Regions from separate parts of the Zea mays genome. Here region 2 is linked to region 1. The links are chromatin contacts, called in public Hi-C maps. All regions are on one chromosome and are shown on one strand. Each heading gives the region's core, a stretch centred on a gene start, on an enhancer-like site or on the middle of the called end of the contact. The rest is flanking DNA. Distances are from core to core; before and after follow the strand shown. Region 1 has its middle 5.1 kb from the start of LOC103631921. Region 2 overlaps LOC118472897 (a long non-coding RNA gene).

Evidence for each region. Hi-C and Micro-C count contacts between places; a contact is called where the count stands out from the background.
Region 2: a Hi-C map of ear shows a contact between it and region 1, with 3 times the contacts expected there. The contact joins two enhancer-like sites. A contact is called at or near these places in 2 of 25 Hi-C or Micro-C datasets (ear and tassel).

What each region holds. Positions count from the first base shown.
Region 1 is chr7:3,682,901-3,686,148 of Zm-B73-REFERENCE-NAM-5.0, reverse strand. No RefSeq gene overlaps it. Among protein-coding and RNA genes, the nearest start is that of LOC103631921, 5.1 kb to the right of the region's middle. Within about 2 kb of position 1,553, at least 16 of the 20 cell types and tissues checked have an H3K27ac peak or open chromatin away from gene starts, as enhancers often do. A contact at or near this core is called in ear, where this site is marked.
Region 2 is chr7:3,999,080-4,002,327 of Zm-B73-REFERENCE-NAM-5.0, reverse strand. LOC118472897 (a long non-coding RNA gene) reads left to right here. Exons shown (of 3, transcript XR_004851324.1): 3 at 1-543. Among protein-coding and RNA genes, the nearest start is that of LOC118472897, 5.2 kb to the left of the region's middle. Within about 2 kb of position 1,482, at least 7 of the 20 cell types and tissues checked have an H3K27ac peak or open chromatin away from gene starts, as enhancers often do. A contact at or near this core is called in ear, where this site is marked.

The DNA of each region.
Region 1 (3,248 bases), core at 304-2,803:
GGGTGTTTGGGAGATATATGTATGGGTTTGTCGATCCGGTGTAGGACCGGTTTCGACAGGGGTTCGCTTCCACTCCTCAGACGATCGGTTTTGTGTGCCTCGCGCCTCCCTCTCGTCGTCGCCTCTGGGCTACACCCGCCGTCGCCCTCACCCAAACGTTATGCTTCAAACCTGTTTATTCTGCTTTTGTTCACCCAAACGGACACAGGGAATCTGTGCCCCACGGGGCTACAGCAAACGTGGACAGGCATGGCAAGTATTGGCTGACCGGTGGTGGCTGACAAGGGTGACACGTTACCTGGCTTCCCAAACGAGGCTTTAATTATTGGATTTGGCTTTCTCAAGAAGCCAAATCAGTTTTAGAAGTCCAAACAAAAAGGACCTCTAGCTAGGTACCAAAGAATCTTCTAACACGAGGTTTAAATGGTGTAAAATCACCTTAACTTTACTAGAAATAAAATACTTGGAGCAATTATCTGTGTGTCATCGAAAATTATACTCATTCTTTATGTGTCACTAGCTCTATATGTTATACGTATAAAAAATATCTATATACCACTCAATGATATATAAGAAATGAGTATAAATTCCAATGGACGTAGGGCATTGTGGTAAAGAGGCAAAGGTAAAAAGGTCACTGATGAGCGTACGTTACGTACTACGGGCAGCGCATGCAGCGGCCAGTGGAGTGGAGTGTACCACTGCTGGTGCAGCAGCAACAGCTGAGGCATGGGAGCAAGGAAAAGGCAAAGAAATTCCCCGCGAATCGCGCGGGCTTCTGCGCCGGATGGACGGACTCTGCAGTCTCCTGTCGTGTCGCTGCCGGGCGAGCACTCGACCCCACCTGTCTGCGGCGCGGCGCGTGCATCGGAGTCCCCCCCAGCAGGCCCCATCTCGTCCTCTTCGTCTCTCACCTCACCTCATCTCCTCCGTAGGCTCCGTTCCCAGCTGACTGACTCCCCACAGAGAGCCACCAACTTGGCTGGCAATGGCTCCCCGTTCGTCTCCGTCGTCGTCGTCGTTGGCTGACTACATGGCGAGGCGCGGCCGGCGGCCGGCAGCGCAGAGGGAAGTGTGGAGGTGACTGGGTTGGGAACTCAAGCATTTGCTTCGACACGATGGAATGGAAGTAGTTGGGCTGCTTCACTGACTGGATGAGTGAGGCCACCACTGGGGTGGGGGGGCGTGGACCCGTGGTTGCATACTTGCAGTGCATGCAGCCGCGCCATGGCCCCCGCTTCCTGTCAACTCGAACGTCCCTTCTGTCCCCTCTTAACTCGGTCAGTCCGTCCACTGCAGAGCACAGGAGAACTGTACGAGTGATGAGTAGCTACGACCCCATTTTCCTACAATCTCTCTCTCTCTCCGGATCGGATTCGAGGCCATGCGATTTTGTCGATCTGATCTCCGGCTGCATGCAAACTCGTGAGACATCACATACAAGAGCCTGTGATGCATACGCAGTCGTGTGGCTGGCCATGGCACTGGCACCCAAGACAAGCTTGGAACTTGAGAGCGCATGCAGGACCAAGGCCCAATGGCCAAGACAGAGGCCATTAAGATGGGCCAAGCAGGTCTCCAACGAGGGGAGACACATGGACGGCCGAGCAGGCCACACGCACGCAATACGGCCCGCTACTGGGCCGATTACTTTAGGGCCTTTTAACTTACCTCCAGACAGGAATGGCAACCGGCACATTTTATTCATGTGCGAGCGAGTAAAAACTTTATAGAGTGCAAATTTAGGTGTGAGTTTGTACTCGCAAGTACAGATGCGAGTTTGATTATCAACCTGATGGATTTTTTGTTTCTCGTGGGTATGTAAATGTTGTACCCATACCCGCAATAGATATATATGTATATATACATATTTATACATAGTTTATATATTTGAAGCTCTGAGCTTCCAAACAGATAGGGGAAGTCCTGACTCAATGGTACCTTTCGGTTCAACCACACCACCTCAAACAGACAAGGCCTCGTGCCGTCTATAAAAACTACCCGAGACCACCACAAATTAGGGTTTCAGTGGCGGCAACGGTTGCGCGACGACGGAACCAACACATGTGGGCAGGTCCTATGCGGGCGGCACTGCCCAACGGGCGGATCCGACGGGTGCGGGCGCTGCGCTGGCCGACGCACGGTCGAGCGGGTCCGGCGCAGACATAAGGGCTCCACGGCGGGCAGACGATGAATCCACAGTGGGTGGACGGACGCGGCACAAGCGGTCCGCTGCGAACGGATGGACGACAAGGACCATTATCTATATGTTTGCATAAATATATGTATACTAGGTACGTGCCCGTGCGATGCCACGGAACACAAATTGACCAGTCTCTAACGGCTCAGACCTTGTCGACGTGCGGCGTGAGTACAATGGTAACTGCAAAATCCGTGCTTAAACATAGATATGGAATCATATAAATACGTAATAAAAAAATTGACCTTTTATTCCATCATGTCTTGTGCATAGGATGCAAAGATTTTTTTGGAGGAACTTTGTTATCGATCTGTTAAGTTATGAGGATAATTCGTGCCGATATGTTATCCCTGCAAACATACAACTGTGACTTATTGATATCGCTAAAAAATATTAAGTTAGTATACAAGATGTCGACATATTTTCTTATGATTAAACATTCTATATTTACTCTTTAGAAATAATTTATGTGATACTGATAATGTTTTTTCGACATCAGTTTAATCTATTTGAGTCGACGTATTTATAATAATATTATATATTTATATCATATTAGCTTAATTGATCTTTGCCTAAATTACTATTATTAGAATGAAATTCAATTCCAAGGATCCAAACAAATAAGCTAAATTTGCAAAACATTTGCTATTGATAACCTTCAGGGTGACCAAATAGCGAGTAAATACACATAAATGTTGATTACTAATGAATCCTTCATATAGATGTCACACAGCCAATTTGCAAGATGCATAGGAACCTTTTTCTAATTGGCTCGTCACCATGAACTAACTTGAAAAATTCAAGAGCCAAAAACTTAAGATATATTTCAAACAGGACATTTGAACACTAATTTAAATTCATTTAGAAAACAGAAGCCATTCAGAATTTTTATGACATAGACCCATTTTAATCCATTTTATAATAGCAACCTCAATATGAAGCTTAATCGGAGTCCCAACCGAGAAATGACACGAAAGTTAATCTCCTGTGCAACGTGAGGGCTCGCCCCCTATGGGACACTATGGGCAGATCTTTACTCGTACCAGGG
Region 2 (3,248 bases), core at 233-2,732, 320 kb before region 1:
TACACCCCACCCTAGATTAACATGTTCTAATTTTTCTTTGTTAACTGCTGCAATTGACACATGCTAAATGACAATTTCTTTATAATGATCCAATTGAGTTTGTAATTGTACATGTTTTTGCCAAGTTTCATCAAGTACTGCTCCAACAGAACAAGCAATCATGGAATATTGAGCTAAGGTACTGGAGTCTCAAGAAAAGGTCTAGGAATCCTAAGAATGGATAGATAACGATGCTTAAATATGGATGACATCATTTATGTCTTCATAACCATCTACAGGCAGGTGGTAGTGTTTTTTGACGTTCATTCATGGGGCCCACCTTTCTAATGTGTAAGTAGATAACTACATTGATCTTAATCTGAGTTGTGTGTTGATGGTCGATGTAGTAAAGAAGGGACACTTAGACATTGTTGTTCATGGATTTATGTACTGCCAACAAACCTTCACTTCTGATTCTTATAGGCGGTGCCTGGTTCTAATGACTTGCATGTATTTTATGCATTGACTACATGATAAGAACCGTGCACGTTGTTGATGACCCAATTATTACCTCTGAATCAAGGTAATGTTTACCTTTAACGTGTTGTCTTTTGTTCCATAGAATCATTATGGATGACTGTTCGTAAAATTGCTATGGCAAATATTTACTGTTATCATGGTATATAACATCAAAATTTTGTCATGAATTTTCAAGCTTTTGTTTGTAAATATTTTAGCGTTTGTATCTGTTATGAAAATTTAATGCATCAGTCACATCAAATCGTTAATGAACTTTTATAATAAGCAATTTAAATGCTATGTCGTATGCTCTATTAATATTAACTGTTACCATGTTACAAAATTTCGCTAAATTCAAACGTGCGCGCTGGCGCGTGCCAATTCACTAGTATATATACATTGGCTTCATTGCTGCCGCTGCATTTACCGCGACCTGCCAGTACCACATCCCAAGCCGGCCAGCCCTTCCGCCGTATTGTGCCGGGAACCGAGGTCATCCCCGGCACCATACCCGCCGTAGCCCGGGGTCAAAGCTTTGATTGGCACCCTGGAACTCGCCCAGAACTGATCTGCAGCTTCATCATCGACACGTTGAGGACGAACACCACACGCCATGGCCCCGGGCAGCGCCAGCACCGGCCGCCGCACCATGCTGGGGAAACGACCCCTGCCTGCGCCTCCGGGTGGGCCATGTTGGATCACACGGCCCCGTACGTCTATAGACCTCGAGTGTTCCATCAGGTGGACTTATTTGGGACTTGGCCACTTGGGAGAATCGCGCCAGGAGCCGCATCCCCGGCCGCCGTCACCAACTGCACCCCGGGCTCCTTGCATGGCCGGCTTCAAACCACCACAGGAAGAAGAGTAGAAGACGGGGTAGAGGAAGTTGCATGAACTCCTGCCGCCGATCGCGGGGACGAAGAGGTAGCAACCATACGCTAGGCCGCCTAGCTGCACGAGACAAAAATCCACCAAGCCCAACTAGAAAGCGAAACTGGGCCCCCTCCAATCTGGCCAACCGCATGCCTAATCATGGAGATGAGATGTCAACTACCCATTTGGTTCTGTATTCTTTGATGTTTTTAATTATAAAGCTTAAAATGTTAATATCTACTAAATGATATGTGTTTTGAATTTCGGGCTTTGATGTGAATTTTAGGCTCTATGAATTTTGGGCTAGAATTTGAATTTTGAGCTTTTATAATTTCAGACTATCCGAAATGAGCCGAACACGTTTAACCAATAACATGTCGTGTTGTGGGCCGAGGGAAAATTGCAGCCTTGCCAACACATCACTTACGGTGATCGTTGCAAATACCCACCGTGCGGAGAATGGACCACGCCACGACGACCTAGCCAACCAACCAAAAGGAGCTAGGTGGTCTAAGGGTGGCTAATCTCCCTACCAAGAACAATTGCTTATTCAGCAAATATTTTTGAAGCTTCTTAATGAACATGACATTTGGCAATAAATTATCAAAAATAAATATTTAAGAATGAAAGCGCTTACTCAAGTTTTGACGATTAAGGGATTCTCAATTCTGGTATGACCTCATAAAGGTTAACGATGAATTTTTAGGATGGGGTTAGTTTGGGGTTGGTGATGGACAATCTACGAGGTTTTGTGAGGATAGATGGCTTATAAATAGATCTCTTAGAGAGCAATATCCAAATCTTTTTAATATTGTGAGAAATAAGACGACTCCAGTTGTAGATATCTTACCTCGTGCCATAACCAACCTGTCCTTCCGTAGACCAATAGTTGTGAGAAATGAATTTGTCATTTTTGTTGTCCACAATTAATTTGGGTTCTATGAGAGAGTTTTTTAGGTCTCAATGAGATGGACTTTTCTCAGTCTTATCTACACATTTTATTTTAATGAATAACCCCACTCGGAATCATAACGTTTTGTTTTAATTAATAACTAAAGCTCCCGCTCAAAATTTAATAAACATTGTGGTATTTAGAGAGGGGAGTAACTCCCACTAAATATAACCTAGCAAAACGAAGGTTGTAGGGAAATTGAATTGCGGTTTTTGTAATCAAAATAAATGTATTCATCACCTTTTCTTTGATTGTTACCATGCTAGAAATATACGGAGAACTATTTATTTGCCTTCCACATAGACGGACCATCTATTATTAATCATATTTTAGAGGCTTGATAATCCAACAAAGGAACTACATGTAAACAGAAACTTTTATTTGGAGTCGCGACAATGTTTTGGTCCATTTAGCTCTACCACAATGATGTTGTTTTTAACCATAAACCAATACCCTCAATTCTATAGATTATTTACAGAGGAACCTATTGGATCTGATTTTGGAGAATGTTTTAGAAGGGAATCACACCAAGAAGCCTTCAATATCTGTCAATCATTGGAGGTGGTGGCCATGGAAATCTTTATAAGCCGTGGATGACGATCCAATGCTAGGATTAAGGTTGCTTAATTTTTTATGCTTCTACACAGAGAATCTTTTACCTTTTCATAGTTGTTTGTGGATTTGTTTTTTCTTTTTAATTATAAGGTTGTATGTATGGGTCGAGGATATGATCCCTTGTCTCTAGGGCTCGCCAGTCCGAGAGCACGCCGAGGGAAGAGACCCTAGTCGTTGGGGCCCGTTGATCAACTAGAAGAAATGGATATGTCAACCGTGAAAGAACCCGCCCCCTGTTGAACCCTGCAGTACCGAGCCGAGGGTTGCGTGTGGTCAAACCTCATAGGAGGGGTCGGTGTGTCGGAGGGAA